Linked DNA regions of Mus musculus: region 2 is linked to region 1. A link is a contact called in public HiChIP or PLAC-seq data. All regions are on one chromosome and are shown on one strand. Each heading gives the region's core, a stretch centred on a gene start, on an enhancer-like site or on the middle of the called end of the contact. The rest is flanking DNA. Distances are from core to core; before and after follow the strand shown. Region 1 overlaps Tmem117 (transmembrane protein 117). Region 2 holds the start of Nell2 (NEL-like 2).

Evidence for each region. HiChIP or PLAC-seq counts read pairs in DNA pulled down with a chosen protein or histone mark.
Region 2: an H3K4me3 HiChIP or PLAC-seq map of embryonic forebrain shows a contact between it and region 1, with 5 times the contacts expected there. The contact joins the promoter of Nell2 here to the enhancer-like site in region 1. A contact is called at or near these places in 5 of 39 promoter capture datasets (cranial neural crest, hippocampal neurons, liver and 2 more), 2 of 484 Hi-C or Micro-C datasets (cerebellar granule neurons and cerebral cortex), 7 of 115 datasets of contacts at active chromatin or transcription factors (astrocytes, craniofacial prominence, embryonic forebrain and 4 more) and 2 of 9 other capture datasets (adipose tissue and embryonic stem cells).

Annotation. Positions count from the first base shown.
Region 1 is chr15:95,061,402-95,069,304 of GRCm38.p6, reverse strand. The region is part of intron 6 of Tmem117 (transmembrane protein 117); the gene reads right to left. Gm30810 (a long non-coding RNA gene) reads left to right here. Exons shown (of 4, transcript XR_384360.4): 4 at 1-3,320. Among named protein-coding and RNA genes, the nearest start is that of Gm30810, 15 kb to the left of the region's middle. Within about 2 kb of position 4,689, at least 3 of the 459 cell types and tissues checked have an H3K27ac peak or open chromatin away from gene starts, as enhancers often do.
Region 2 is chr15:95,524,188-95,532,090 of GRCm38.p6, reverse strand. It overlaps Nell2 (NEL-like 2), which reads left to right and starts at 4,077. Exons shown (of 20, transcript NM_001356951.1): 1 at 4,077-4,290; 2 at 4,686-4,814. The coding sequence starts at 4,227.

The DNA of each region.
Region 1 (7,903 bases), core at 3,440-5,939:
GTGAGTGCAGCAGTCATGTCGTGATAGAATTGACAATAGACTCTAAAATGTTACTATAAAACATCAACTCATCCTCAATTTAATAGTTTTTTATCTTCCTTTTTATAGCATTATATTATCAGGCTTCAGATGATTTCAAAGTCAACTTTACAGGCATATTTCTTTCTTAGCTCATCTCTATTCATGCATATTTCAGAACTGAATGCAGAATGTGAATAACAGGACACCATTCCACCCAAAACCTCCCCAGCTTGCAATGTGTCCTTAGCTCTTCTATGCTTGCCAGTGTCCTAGCAACAGGATTCCAGATGACAGCATGACAGCGAGCAGCCTGAAGAATTGTTCTTATGCTTTGGGTGATATTTCTGCTTCTTATTAAGAAGCCAGAGAGCCTGCTATTTTCCTCTCCAACAATCCCTTGCTCCTGATTGGCAAAGTTGCCATAGGAATACTTGGCTGAATTAATTCTCAGAAGCCTTGTTATACAGTAGGCTCTGCTTATTCATTGGCCTTGCCCATCATCCCCACTGAAAGATAAGCTCCAGGGAGCTTAGGTGACTTTTCCATGTTTTGATAACTGCTGTATTCTCAATACATGAATTCAACTCAGCATATGGTAGGAACTCAAGTATTTGTGTAAATGGTGAACAATGAGCTCTGAAAGCTAAAAGGGCAACGTGATCCCTTTTGTGTTTCTGGGAGTGGAAGCACGGAGTGGATTTGGGTATGAGAAATAGCACAGTGATCATTATGCATCACTCCAACATCTGAAACGTTGAAAAACTGGGTGTTTTGTTTTGTCCTTATCATCCAGCTTCAGTGAGACCTTGAACATAGTGACATGCAGTTTAAGCTATTTGCAAAGATCACAAAGAAAAGAAGAAAGTAGATCATTAGCGAGGGTAGATAAGATGGCTAATCTTGGCTGTCAATGAACATCTGGAGTTGACTAAAACTCAAGTAGTTGGGCACACCTGTGAGGAATTTTTCTTGATTGAATTATTTAAGGAGGGATGACCCACCTATTTTTGGATCATTTGAAGTGGGAAGACTCACCCTAAATCTGGGCCACACCATCTGGTGGCAGCCAGATTTAGGACATAAAAGGACATGGGAGAAGGAAGCTCTTGTTTTCTGCCTGCTTGCCTACACAGTCTGTAAGGCACTCTAATAAATCCTCTTAATATACATATATAAATTACACACACACACACATGAATACACATATTTTCTAATGGGTCTTTTCCTCTAGAGAACCCTGACACTACTATGGTGAAAGGCAAGAATAAATACTGAAGATGTTTGGAGAATTGATCAAGGATGTTTGGAGTCATCTTTCTTGTCACCCTTTAAAGGAAAGAAGCTATGAGACTTGTCAAACTAAGTCAGAGAACCAGAGACTAAGTGTAGAAGGCATTTGAGGTAGAATTGTGGGAGGGTTATTTCCCACACTGGGGTCTGGCAGGTATGTTGAGGCCAAGCTAGAACATCACAGGTGCTTGGTTGTAACTGTAAAGGATGCTCAGGAGAGGGGTGGCTGGAAGCTGGCCTCACCTGTCCCCTGATACCCACCCTCTCCTCATGTCACATTCATAGCTTCTCTTCATTGTCACTCTTTTTACTTCCTTAAGAGAAATTGTTCTATAACCTTATGAGCTGTGTAAAGTATTTAATTGAGGGGGAATGGATTTCTTGATTTTCTGTTTGAGGGAGGTTTTAGCCAACTCCGAGCAGGGATGCTTCACTGATCTGTAAAACAAATCCATACCCTTTCCTGAAATGTTTTAATGAATGTAACTTTCTCTCTTTTCTTCTTAAAGAATAATCCATTTTATTTTGCGTGTATGTTGTTTTCCTGAATGGATGGATGTGTACCACGCATGTCCCTAGCACCCGTGGAGATGAGAAGGCGGCATAGAATCCCCTGGGAACTAGAGTGCTGAGAACCAAACTGAAGTCCTCTCCAACTGCAGCCAGCACTCTGAGCTTCTAAGCCACCTCTCCAGCCCAGAATGTGATGTTTTTCATGTGTTTCTATTTCCAAATACCCCCAAACTAGAAAAATCGTTGTCTCCTAAATGATCGATCAAGTTAACCACAAGGGTGTGGTTTGTGATCGTTTTCTTCCTTCATGAACTGTGTTTTTGTTTACTTTCTCTCAGAAGTCCACACACTTCCCCCAGCTAATTCTAAAGAGAGCATACATCAGCGAGTTGTAAGTATTCGTTTATTACCTCTAAAAACACCAATCTAGCCCAGAGCAGGTCTGAAAAGTTAACTACACTCTATTACTTTTAAGAGAACTTGCCTCAAGGCTGTAGTGAGGAAGCAGTAGGTTTTTTACAAACAAGCTTCAGTACATCTAGACCCTGAAAACATCATTCCTTTACACTCCAAACTGGAAGCAAACCGATGCCCTGCCCTGGCAGATGGATGTGAGGAAGGACAAATAAAAGCCGGTCTTAAAAGTGTTTACACTAATGGAAATGCATCATGTGGCCTCTAGGAATAATGGGAAATCAATAACCCTGACTGGGGCAACACAGTTCAGGAGCAGGAGGGAGGGAGTGCTTAACATCTTAGAGACTCCTGGGGAAAGAAGAGGAGAGCGCAATGGCTGGCTAAGAAGACAGCAGTGAGAGGTAGCGCTGTATTCAAAGAAACACAGCAATGGCTCATTTCAGCTTTACCTTCCAAGGTCTGTCAATCCCAACCTACTTAGCACTTGCTCTTTCTAAAGATTCACATATTTTTATTTTGTGTGTTATTGTTTTGTCTCCCTGTTTGTGTTATTATGTGCATACCTTGTACCCATGGAAACCAGAAAAGGGAGTAGGACCCCACTGAAATGGAGTTAAAGATGTAAGCCAGCATGTGTGTGCTAGAAATTGAACCTGGATCATATGGAAAAGCAGCCAGTGCTCTTGACTGCTGAGTCATGTCTCCAGCCCTTACTTGGCATGCCTTAAAAGAGTGAATGTTAACTGTGTGTTTTTGCTTGCCCGATACTCAAAAGAATTCCCTTTCCACAGAAAGAATGAAGTCCAGTGGAAGAAATTCATTAGAGCATTTGTACTGTTTTCAGACACTGGCTGTAGGACACAGCACAGTCCCCTGATCATTCTCTGCTCTATTGTTTTGGGTACAAATGTCACTGCTGCAACCTGGCTGGCTGTGCACATGCTGCCAGCAATGGTGACATTCAATTGTCTGAATGGCTGATTTCTTCTGTGAGCTATATGGGAGAATTAATTGCTCACTGATACAAAGTAGCTGTTATTGTCCTTAGTAAATTTTAAATTTAATACTGTGGTCATTTATCTTCATGAACAAAAGGACTGATGGTACGGTTCTGTGGGGGGAAAGAGTCAATATGAAAACGTGCTCCTCACAACAGAAAGAGGATCAAACAGAAAGGGGATCAAAATGTACCATGGAGACAGAGATAAGTGACCTTCGAACTTGGTTACGATGGCTTCGTTTCTAGAATTACAATTTTTTTCCAGGACTGTCTATACTATAGCTGAAAAGTCTATCCACGGGTGAAATATGATGTTACATAGTGATAAGCATTCTGAATTAAGGCAGGAAAAGGGGATCCAAAGTAATGGGTTGGCCCCAGGTGCTGTAGTGGGAAGGAAACTTCTTTTCAGGCGATCCTCATGTGGAGACTGACGCCCATGAAAGACAGAAAGTGGATTTTAGCCGGGGACTGGTCTGGTGGGACACAACTTTAATTCCAACTCTCAGTAGGCAGAGACAGGGGAGCTCTCTGAGTTCAAGGCTAGCCTGGTCTATATAGAGTGCCCGAACAGCCAGAGTTACATAGTGAAACCCTAACTTAAGGAAGGAAAGAAGGAAGGAAGGAAGGAAGGAAGGAAGGAAGGAAGGAAGGAAGGGAGGAAGGAAGGAAGGAAGGAAGGAAGGAAGGAAGGAAAAAGAGAAAAGAAAGAGAGAAAGAAAGAGAGAAAGAGAGATGGAAAGAAAGAAAAAGAAAGAAAGAAAGAAAGAAAGAAAGAAAGAAAGAAAGAAAGAAAGAAAGAAAGAAAGAAAGAAAGAAAGAAAGACAGGGAGGAAGGAAGGAAGGAAGGAAGGAAGGAAGGAAGGAAGGAAGGAAGGAAGAAAAAGAAAGAAATGGGAGAAAGGAGGAAGGAAGGAGGAAAAGGAGGAAGACAGGAAGGAAGATAAAAGGAGGAAGGAAGGAAGGACGGAAGGAAGGAAAAGGAAAGGATCATATCAGCCAGAAGAAGTGTGTTCAAAGACACCTGGGAGGAGCCAGAAACTGACAGGCCAGCCTGGTGCTGGGAACAGGGCTGGTATAAGAGCCCAGTGAGGAAATTACTGCAGTGGCTGAACTATGGAATGATAATGTAAGCTAAGCATTCAGGTACTCAGATCCAGGTGCCTATGTGAAGGTGTTCCCAACTGATGTCTCAGCACACTGAGGAGCGGCTACAGCATCTGTCCAGGAGCTTAGGGAACTGAATCCTCCCGAGATGACCGGGGCGTGGGTCTGCTACTTCACACACGCTAACGTGGAACAGTGTGACAGTCCTATGCTACCATCTGAAAGTCTTCACCCAGCATTGACATTTAAATGCCATTGTCAGTGTGTGAAGACGCAAGGCTTTTCGGGATGGTTAGCGAACCGCGCCCTTGCTTGTGTTTGCTGGTCCTTCTGTCATGTACCACAGAGGCCCTCACCAGATGCCACAGTCACATTCTTGAACCTCCCAGCCTTCAGAATGCTGAGCCCAAGACCACCCCTATTGTTCATAAATGGAAAGGGGGCTAAGCCGAAGTGTTATGTGGATAGTTGAAAAGCTCATAGAAGTTGAGGTTAGCGGTACAGACAAGACGTCAGTAATACAGCTATTGGTTTAAGGTCAGGATGCACAAAGTGGGTGGAGTACTGAGAAACCCAGCATTTAAAATATAAAAGAGAAACTGGAGGAGGGTGTCCTAGAAGTTAGGAGGGAGAGCCGAAGCTGGTGCATGCGCCTGTAATCCCCAGGCACTTGAGAGACTGGGGCAGGGGACATTGAAAAGTAAAGGATATCCTAGGGCACAAATGAGTTTAAGGCCAGCTGTGCAACTTAGCCATGCCCTTCTCTGAAACTGTTTACTAGTGATGAGGGCTCATGATACAATTCAAGAAAGTAGCATGAGGGGAGCCCGGGGTTCCAATCCTCCTATACCCTAAAGAGTGATCAATCGTGTCCAGTGAAGCTATGGATTGAAGAAAGAATGAGAGACAATGTTTGCTAATTATACTTCTGGCAAGGGGCTTGATACAGACTATGTAATATTCTAAATATCAAGAGTAAAAAAAGGCCCAAGTTTTAAAAAGTAGATGAATCTTCATAATCTGTGTGCATTCAGTCCATTTGGGGGGAGGTGAAAACCAGACTTCCCACTCAACAGACAAGAAGTGTACTACGGACTATAGCTCAACCTCTACCCCCGTAAAGAAACAATTTGAGAAAGGGTATCATTAAATTGCCCAACTAGCCTTATGCTTGCAGTACTCCTGCCTTAGCCTGCTGGCCCAGACCCCTGTTTCTGGGACAACAGGTCCTTGCCAGTACATCTAGCTTTGCTTTCTTCTGGGAAACACTTCTCCAACATCTTTTTTCCCAGGTTGGTTTTCTATTCTGGCTCCTTTCCTGTATTCTTCACTCTGCAGCTTACTGCTCCCTTTCCCTTGCCTTCTTCTCTGGATTAATATTTATCCCACAGAGCACACAGTTTGACAGCAGCACCTGGAGGGCCAGGCACCCATAAGGCCCATGTCTCCCAGAGGATCTATAGGCAGTGTCTAGTTGTTGAGCAAGGTAGATGCATTTCCTTCACGGGTGTAGCCACTAGTAAATTGTCCACGCTCCTGTTAACTAAGTCTCCACCACCCTCCTGTGACCCCAGTAAAACTCACTGATTCACAAAAAAAATGAAAAACTCAGAATCGCTGGTCTTCTGGGAGATTCTGATCGAAACCATAATGTGGTACAATCCCAGCAAAGATGCCTCTTATCAAGAGAAGAAGGCAGGTGGTGTGGAGAAGAAGATTGTCCTCGTGTGTCAGGGACCTTGGGAAGAGGGTTTCTCTATTGAATTGCTTCCATTGAATTTGCCTGTGGGCCTTTTCTTGATTGCTAATTGATAGAGGAGGGCCCAGCCACTATTCATGTTGTCATCCATTGGGCAAGTGGTCCTGGTATTGGAGAGAAAAGGTACTGAGCAAGTCACAGGAAAAAAAAAAGTAAGCAGCATCCCTCTATGGTCTCTGCTTTTGTTCCTGCCCCAAACTCCCTCAATAATGGAATATAACTTGTAAGCTGAATGAAGAATCCTCCCCAAGTTGCTTTTGATCTATGTTTGATCGCAGTGACAGAGAAGCAAGGTAGAAGGGAGTCCAGGCACACTGTTGGTAGACATTAGTGTGGAACAATCTCTCCCAAAGCTTTAGGCAGATCCAAAAACACTACCCACAGGTGTATAACTAGAGGATACAAAATCGGTGCATGGAAGAGACATTTGCCTTCCATGTTTATCATATCACTGTTCACAGTGGCTAAGAAACAGCAAAACATCATCAACTGACGGACGGGTAAAGGCAAAGTTGTATGTATACAGAATAGAACGTATGCCGTGTGTGGTGGTGGCTAACCTTGCTCGTCATCTTGACATGCTATCAACTAAAACCCAAGCATGTGGACGCTTCTGTGAAGGATTTTTCTTGTTCAGATTATTCAAAGCAAGAAGGCCTAAATGCAGATAGCGCCTTCTGATGGCAGCCCACATAAAAGAACACGGAAGAATGGAACCTGGCTCTTTGCCTGCTTGCTCTCACTCTCGAAGACAAGTTCACCTGTGATGTTGCTGCTGGACTCCTTCACCAACATCAGGATCAACTTCTTCCTATGTATACTGAAGACTAGCAGCTCTCCACAAATCCACCAACCCTTCAGCACCTAACTAGGACTTCTGGGATGTCCAGCCTCATGGCCTCAACAGCGACCAGATTCGTGGTCTCTCCAGTGTTAGATAGTATTGTGGAACTACCTAGATTGTACCTTAGGCAATCTAATGAACCACAGAAAATATACACACACACACATACCCCACTTCATTATGTTCTGAATACCTTGACTAAGAATACAGTCTTAAAAAAACAAACAATGAAATCACGACATCTGTAATAACTTGGAAGAACCTGGAGACAGGAAGAATAAGGTTGGTCTATAAAGCCAAGTAACACATGATCCCACTCAATCGCATGTAGAGACTAAAGAACAATGATCCTTTGAATGTCGAGAATGGAATGGTAATTTTCAGAGGCTGAGGGGAGAAGGAAAGGGGAGGAGAGGGAAAGACTGCTTAGCCAGAGAACTCTTGGCTAAAGCTGGTGTGTGCATGTGTGTGCACAGGTGTGTGAAGAGGTCAGAGGTTGATGTCCAAGACTTTTCCACTGATTCTGGAGTCCAGTAGTTCTAGACTAGTTGGTCAGTGAGCCCCAGGGCTCCTGCAGCCCTGCCTCCCCAGTGCTGAGATGTCTTCCTGCTGGTGGGCAAGTGTGTTATCAACTGTGCCACCTGCCAGGCGCTGGAATGAGGAGTTCCTGTGTGCTATTCACAACACAATAAACAGCAATTATTTGTTGTGATTCTCAAAAATCTAAAAGAAAATAACTTGGAATATGTGTGTGTGTGTGTGTGTGTGTGTGTGTATCCTAATCACACAATGTATCCAAGTACTGAAATAGGAAAGAGTTCCCTGTCCAAGTGAATAAATTTAACTGAAAATGAAAATAAGGAATATTGAGGAAGTGAAAGTAAATATTAGAGCTAATAAGTAGACATCTATAGTAAAAACCTATAGTATCTATAGTACCTACTTATACACC
Region 2 (7,903 bases), core at 2,828-5,327, 460 kb before region 1:
GTCTGTCTCAGTTTCTTTGGGGATAAGTATCCCAGGTGTTTTGATTCCTTGCTGTCAGGTGTGTGCCTTATCATGGAGGTTGCCCTGTGTTCCTAGAAGGCCGACCACTTATGACAAGTGATCCTCCTCTTGAGTTGACTGTAAAGACATTTGTTGTCTTGCTAATTTGTTTTGTTGTAAACTTACTTTCTCAATTTTATAGCCCCTTCAACTCTCTTTTGATGTATTTCTGTTTAAGATACCTTTAAAAACCCTCTATGTTTAACTGAATTTACTCTCTCTGGAGTGATTACTTTTTAATCCCATGTAGTTAGCTAGTTTATATTTCCTGATCTATTGTGGAAAAACCCCATTCTTTTGTTTTAGATCATTTACATTTATTGTAATTATTAACAGTTGAATTATAGTCTACCATTTTATTATTTATTTTCATTTACTTGTATTTTGTGTTCCACAAACCTTTTCTTTTTACTTTGATATTTTTGTATCCATTATAACTATTGTGTTTTTAGACTCACATCTCTGTGTAGTATTTTAACTCATGTTTCGGAGTATATAAACATGTTCCACCATCCAGGCAGACACCCACGTTACCATTTACATTAGAGTTAAGCTAGGTTAAGTTAGATAGACCTTACTATCCTATGGGTACCTTTACTACATCTGTGTTATGATTATCTTACATATGAAAATCGATATCTATTTAGATAATTTCTAAGTATTATAACTATTAGAAGGATGCGTACCCAAGGATAGCTATATCCTAACACCTAGAGTCTGGGTATGATACTTTACATGGCCAAGGGATTTCATACTTGTCATTAAGGCTAAGAAGGAGTGATTATCCTGGGATATGCAAATGGTTTTAATATTATTGTAGAAATCCTGTTAGGCCAGAGAAGATTTTCAAGTTGTATTTTGAGAACTGTTGAGGTCTAATAAAACTTTCTTTACCATGGGTGGCTCTAAAGACAAAATGGGAGAACGAGCCAAGGGGTGCCCACACTGCTTAAAGCAGCAGGGGGACTCTCCTCCCCAGCTTGCAGAATAGATGTAGTCTCGTCAGTGCATGGACAGACTGGTGATGGAGTCACCACGAAGGGAATCGGAAGATCACAAATGTTGTTGTTTTAGGCAATTAAACTTGTAACAGTTTGCTCCGTAGTGACACAGAAACAACAGAACCAGCAGACATTTTCCAGGGCTGGAGAAGCCTCGTGTGGTTACCCAACTATCCACCATTCTGCTTTTACTTCCCTCTTGATATAGCAGATGTCATTGTGATCATGCCAAGGTCCCTTCACTTGTTAAACTGAGCAGAAGTAGCTCACCCTTTCTGGCTTTGGTCATAGTCCATTATCTAGTGTGTATGATAAAATATACATTACCTTAGGGTTCCTGTGGCGTCTGGAACCCCGTGTCCTAGTTTCTCCCAATCACTCCACCAGCAAAGCTCCACCTCTCATCTCCTAGCATGTTGAGGAATTTCTTTTGTCAGTGTAAATCTCACTTATAAATAAAGTGCTGGGCATGAAGACGTGCTCACAGTGAGAGAGGACCCTTTTAAAGTCTAGTGTGGTCAACCATTTTGACCAAAATTTCATTTTTTTGGGCCAATTTATGTGTTTGCATATCTATGGAGCAGTGGCAGGCTCTCACATAACCTAAGCTGGTCTTGGATTCACAAAGTAGCTGAAGATGACCTTGTAGTCTGATCCTGTCTTCGTCATCTTCTGAATGCTGCGATCACATGTTCTACATGATATCTTTCAATGCGTGCTGCTGTCAGTAGAACCTATTGCATGCTGGGCGAGCACTCTAGTAGCTAATTATTTTTTAAATAGATATTGCCTAGGTAATAAATCAGAAGATTTGCTGGTTCAAACATGAGAGATTTGTTATTGGATATTTCTCTAGGACTCTAAAGGGAATCTACTGTGCTAGACCAAGTTCATGCCAACACTGCTCTCTGGAAGAGAGGTTTTTGTTTGTTGTTTGCTTGCTTCCCTTTCCATACTAGAGTTTGCTGCAACTCTTTGGTTCATCGATCTTCTTATACTGCTTCACTCGGATCCACCCTCTAATTCCTCCTTTTCCACAGGTAGGAGTGTTGTGAGGATACTGGGCATGTGCCTCTACTCACATCCCTCTTGTTTCTCTTCCAACCATAATTTAAATAGCACTATTCATTGATACACATTTTATGTAGCCATTGCTGATATTATATTGATATTATATTTGATATTATATTGATATGGTATATGTTGATATTATATTGATCAATATTTGAATATACTATTGTAGAAAGATCTTTAAGCTGCACAAGAAATAGTTTCCTTTTCGTTTATTTTATTTTAGCAAATTTGAGATGTTGCCCTCCAATCCTTACATGGGAGCATTGGAATAGTTCTCAAAGTTTGTAAGATTTTGTCTTAAAATTTAGTGAAAATTTTGATTAAGGGGGATTAATAAATACTATCGATAAAGTTTCAAAATTCTTATCCCCCGTTAAATATTCCAAGAACTTAGGTAGACGTGTCTCCCCATCACTACTGTGATGTGTGTAGCAATGATGTATGCAGTGTGTGACATCTCATATTGCCTATGGCTTGCTGTGTTTGGTTCAGGTCTTGTTGAAAGCAGATTCTGATTAATTGGAGGAGGACTCAGAGCTCTCTAGAAACAGATGGGTGTTTTACTCACTCTTGAAACTAACTTATCCATGATGGAAGAGAACTGACTTAAAAATTCAATGCAAAATTTAGGTAGCACTCGAAAAATATACACGTCGTTGATGTTTAATTTATTTATTCAGTCTTCTAATAATCACAAATAATCCCACTCTTTTAGTCCTAAGAATGTATGAGGAGGGGGGGTGAGTAAAGTCTACATGAGTATGGTCAACAGTGAGTGGGCTTCTTAGTTTCCTGGGCTCAATCTTTTACTTAATAAAAATATACTTATCTTACTATGTATCTACAAACCTACTTATCAACCTATCTACCATCCTATCGTCCATCCTTCATCTATCCATTCATCTACCATCATCCATCCATCCATCCATCCATCCATCCATCCATCCATCCATCTATACATAGTCTTATCTGTATCATCTATTCATTCTAACACGTACTGACACTTGTTTTTCTCAGTGGGTAGAATCCCCTTGCCTTGCCCTTTGACCCTTGCTGCTGTGTAGTGTCCTGGACTTTGGATTTGGGAAGCACTCTAAGGTTTCTGGAGCTGTCCAGCAGCTCCTGGCACTTGGCTAAGTTCTGTGTGCTGTCTGCGCCTGGAGGCTCTCCAGCGCCCCGCCCTGGGCAGAAAGCCTCTCAGTCTGGGCTGGCCAGGCTTCCCCTGCTCACTACCCATCTCCTTCGGTCTCCCGCGCCTGTCCAGCTTCACCTAGGAGTCTTGCGTGCTTTGGCTGGGTTCCTTTTCCCGCCCGGGAGGGGGTGCCCTGCGCCGGGGCTGCCGTGCAGCGTGAGTGTCTAAGTGAGGGCTTCCCTCTTTTGCCCGAGGCGGCCGGGTGCCTTTCTTTGCAACCTCGCCTCCTGCGGCTGGGTGGTCCTTTCTCTCGCCGGGCTTTGGAGACACGCGCCCGATTTCGAGGGGGTGAGTGCAAACGCCGCCCATCAACTTGGCACCTGGCATTGAGATCCTAGGATCCCGAGCGGAGGCTGCGGTTGCGGGCTTGCGAGGGTGGTTGAGGACCTCTGCGGGCAGGGCTGGCTGGACCAGGCGCTGCGTGTGCAGGGGGAAAAAGAGGCCGCCCCGCCCGCGCCCCGGCTCGCGCCCCGCCCTCCCGGAGCGGTCTCGGCGGCTCCAGGCTCTCGCCATTGTCTCCGCCTTTCCAACAGGTTCGGGCGCGGGAGCGCGGGCGGGTGCGGGGCGGCCCGGCCCGGCTTTCCCGAAGCCGCCTCCCTTCCTCTGCGTGCGCGCCCGGGCCGCGTGGCTCGGCGGGGCGCTGCTCGGTGCAGGTCCCCGCAGGTCCCCGAGAGCCTGACCCGGCTGCGGCCCGCCGCGTGCGGGAGCGATGCGCGCAGAGGCGGCTCCAAGTTCGGCGCGCACCCGGGGGGGGCCGCCCCGCTCGGTCTTAGGTGTCTGAGCCCGGGTGGCGACGCCGAGGCGGTCGCAGGAGGGGCCAGCGCGGCTTTCCCGCTTCACTCCCAGCACCTCTTGGTTTTTATCTTTATTTTTAAAGAGGGAGACGATGGACTGAGACGATGCACGCCATGGAATCCCGGGTGTTACTGAGAACGTTCTGCGTGATCCTCGGGCTTGGAGCGGGTGAGTGGCCGCCGAGCAGGGCCGGGATGTTCCCCGCCATGGGGTCGCCGCCCGGTGTCCCTCTGGATTGGGGAGCTCTGGAGGATTTGCATTTGGGTCCTTTCTGTGCTTGTCCTGGGGACAGCGAGGCGGGTCACACCCTTAGGGTCTGTGGCTGAGGGGGAACTTTGCACAGAGAGGGGCTTAAAGTAGGTCAGGAGATGGGACCCAGCGCTCTGCTATTTTAAGCTTGACAGCGCGTCCAGGTAAGGCTCTCCCTGTGGAGGAGCGAGTTGCCTCTTGTCAGCACTTCCAATATCGTCGCCAAGACGCGTGCTTTCTTTGCTGCTGTAGAAGCTTGCGTTTTAATGGCCCCCTTTCTTTCTTTCTTTCCTACCCTTCCCCACTCCCACCAGTTTGGGGGCTTGGTGTGGACCCCTCCCTACAGATTGACGTCTTAACAGAGTTAGAACTTGGGGAGTCTACAGATGGAGTGCGCCAAGTCCCGGGACTGCATAATGGGACGAAAGCCTTCCTCTTCCAAGGTATGGCCCAGTGTGGAGCCCCATGTGTGTTGCGGGGAGCTGGCTCTGCGGCTTCTGGTAACTTGGCTTGGCGCTGCACGCTGCACGGAGCGGGCGGAGAGTCCCAGCTGGGGCGAGGGGGTCTCTGTGAGCTCAGGGTCTGACTCTTTTTAAGTGGGTTCTTTCTCCTCCCCTCCTCCCCCTCGCACTCCTTTTCCTCCTCCTTACTTGGTGCACTTGGTGGTTCTAATGGATAGTGCCTTAATTACCGACTAGAAACTCCAGAGGCAGATGGGTGATTTGGGCGTCTAGGGAACAATAAATTGTAACACAAACGCCTCATTTGGGTGGAATGGATTTGGGAAGGAAACAAGATAGCTCAATCTTGGTTAAAATACTGACCTCCCAAAGTTTCGGCGCTGTGGTGCCTGACCAGAGGAATTCCTTTATGGTATTTTTACTGCACATGTCTGTACTTGAAGCACGGTTACCATGGAGCGCTCCCCATTCTCCCGTGCCGATCAGCGGCGAGGGGAAGGCAATGCTACTGCTACGATTATTTTGAAATCATTTCAAGGGGACGTTCACAGAAGCATAGCCCTATATCACCATAATTGTACGTGTAGAATTTTAAAACTTTTTTTTCTTTTTGAACTCAGTGGATATTGGCTATTCATTACTGTCCAGACTTCAAATCATATTTGAATATACTGTTTAGTCAGAACAAAATTTCAGAAAAAAAAAAGCCAGCCTGCAAATTGATTGAGTAAAGCTTTTGAAAACTTCTCGCCTTGTGGGAAGGTGCTTAGCCCGAGGGTGTAAAAGGGGGCTAAACTGTCCAAGGAGATGGAATTTAAAAAGAGGCACTGGGGATGCCCTGTATCCTGAAGATCAAGGCATCCTCCCACCACCATACATGTGTGTGTGTGTGTGTGTGTGTGTGTGTTATGTGTTTCTTTTGCTATTGGGAGCTATGGCTTCAAATTGCCATCAAAATGCAACTGATAATTACTGAAACGTTGGCGATGCAAAATGCAACCAACCCAGCACATCTGCCATCAAGAAGCAGACATAGTAGGCAACTTGGATGTTTCTGTGGTGGCGCTGTTGCCTCATTCAGCCAGTGCATGTCACCATGGACAGCAGCTCTTGAGCTTTCTGTAGGGAGAGGGAAAAACTGACATGTGTTGCATTTAAGAAGAATTTGTGTTCATAATAAATTAAAACGTAAGCTCTTTAAAAATGGGTTTCAGTTAAGGTTGTTAATGAGTGTTTTTATTGCAACGAGTGTTTATGATATTTTCTTTACTCCGAGATGCTTTGGGGAGGGTGGGGCTGGGATACTGAAGACAATAGCTAAATGTAATCAAGGAAATAGAGCTCAATTGTCAGCAAAAATTCAGTTGAATAGAAATGTAATTAGGGGTAGGCTTTAGACTCATTCTCTGTGTTATTTCTATCTTTCAATTTTAGTCTCTTAGAACAGGAACTCAATATTTTAGGACTTGATAGTTTTGGTAAATAGAAAGCATAACAAACCAAGTTTCCAATAATGGTCTGCATTGTAATGAATTGTTATGATAACCTCAAAGGCTCCCTTTAGCCTTCCTAAGGGTACTTCCTATACAAAGTGTCCATCTGTCACAAGTAGAAACCAGAAATGTACATTTTATGTGGGACAATCGGACAATTATATATTGAACAGTATGACGGTTTCTAGGTAATAGTCTTAGGGTATCAGTTTCTTTTCTGGTTCATTTAAAACAATATTTATTTCGCCATAAATAGCCAGTTTCTTTAAGGTATGCATTGTGATTAAAAAAATAACCATGGCTAATGTCATATGTTTTCTTTGAATTGTGCTCAGTTGGTGGATGTCAGTTTCCAACAGTGAACTTCTTTTGTTTTTTAGCTAATACCGAGCTCAATACTAGAAAGAGCAAATGCTTCACAAATAGTTTTCATTCAAAGATGCAAAAGTTCACTTCCTGCCACCTTAAGTCTCTTTGTGTCTGAACCGCTATTTACTGTCCGCTGTGTCCTTGTAAGGCTTGCGTTCCTGATGTATTGATTGCACTGTAGTAACTTCTCTTACAAGATTTGAATTCCGAAGTCAGTGACAAGTGACTGATGTGTGGTTCTGCGTCTCCCTGGCAAGGTCTTTCCTCAGACGCCAGGCAAGCAGCAGGTTTGATAAGAACTCAGCCCTGAGCTGTGCTATTTCTCTGGATCCCACGGGGCTTAGAGGGACAAGAGCATTCAGACCGGGAAGAGTTTCGAGGTTTCATTTATAGTGAATTGAGAATGCTGCCAGTATTTGATATAGTGTGTCAAATGTCATAGCAAGAATAGAAACAAATCAAAAAAATCTGTGAGGTGCTCCCAGATTTCATACAAACTTCACGTACAAGTTTTCTGTGCTACCAGATACATTCTAAACAAGGTGAAGTGATTTCTGAGCCATCGATTGCTTCTCCAACAGATAGCAAAACTACCTGTCTCATCCCTTTGAAATAAGAAATCTCAAAACACGTTGGCCTCATGACTTTTTACTTATTTAGTATTTTTCATTTTGGTTACTTTATTTTCTCTTTCTGGTTTCTGATATACATGTATTTTGGTATTTTGAAACTATGAATATTTTAAACTATGAATGTTTTTTTAAAAACTACTGTGAAGTACAAATCTACTATTTAACATTTTGTTATACTTCCAAATCATCACTTTTTATTGGAACATCCACCATAATGCTGCAGCACTGTTTTAGTGTTGTTAAAATTTGATTTACAGTTGCTTTGAAAATTTAATGAGATTTCAAATCCAACCATTCCTTAATACTTGTGGGTTTTGGATTATGCCTGTTAGAATAATTACTTAATTTATCTGGGCAGTAGTTTGGGGTTCTAGTCATTTCTGGCTGTAACCTGACACATAGTCCCAAGCACCCTTATTATGCTTTTGAAGAATACAGCAGCATATACTGGCAATGAAAAGACTTGCAGCCAGGTGTAAGGAGTTTCAGTTCTAAGGACTATTAAAACAGCGAATAGATTCTCCCTTCCTAGCATTGGAGCCTCGCTCGTGTTTTGGCAGATAATGATCATAATAAT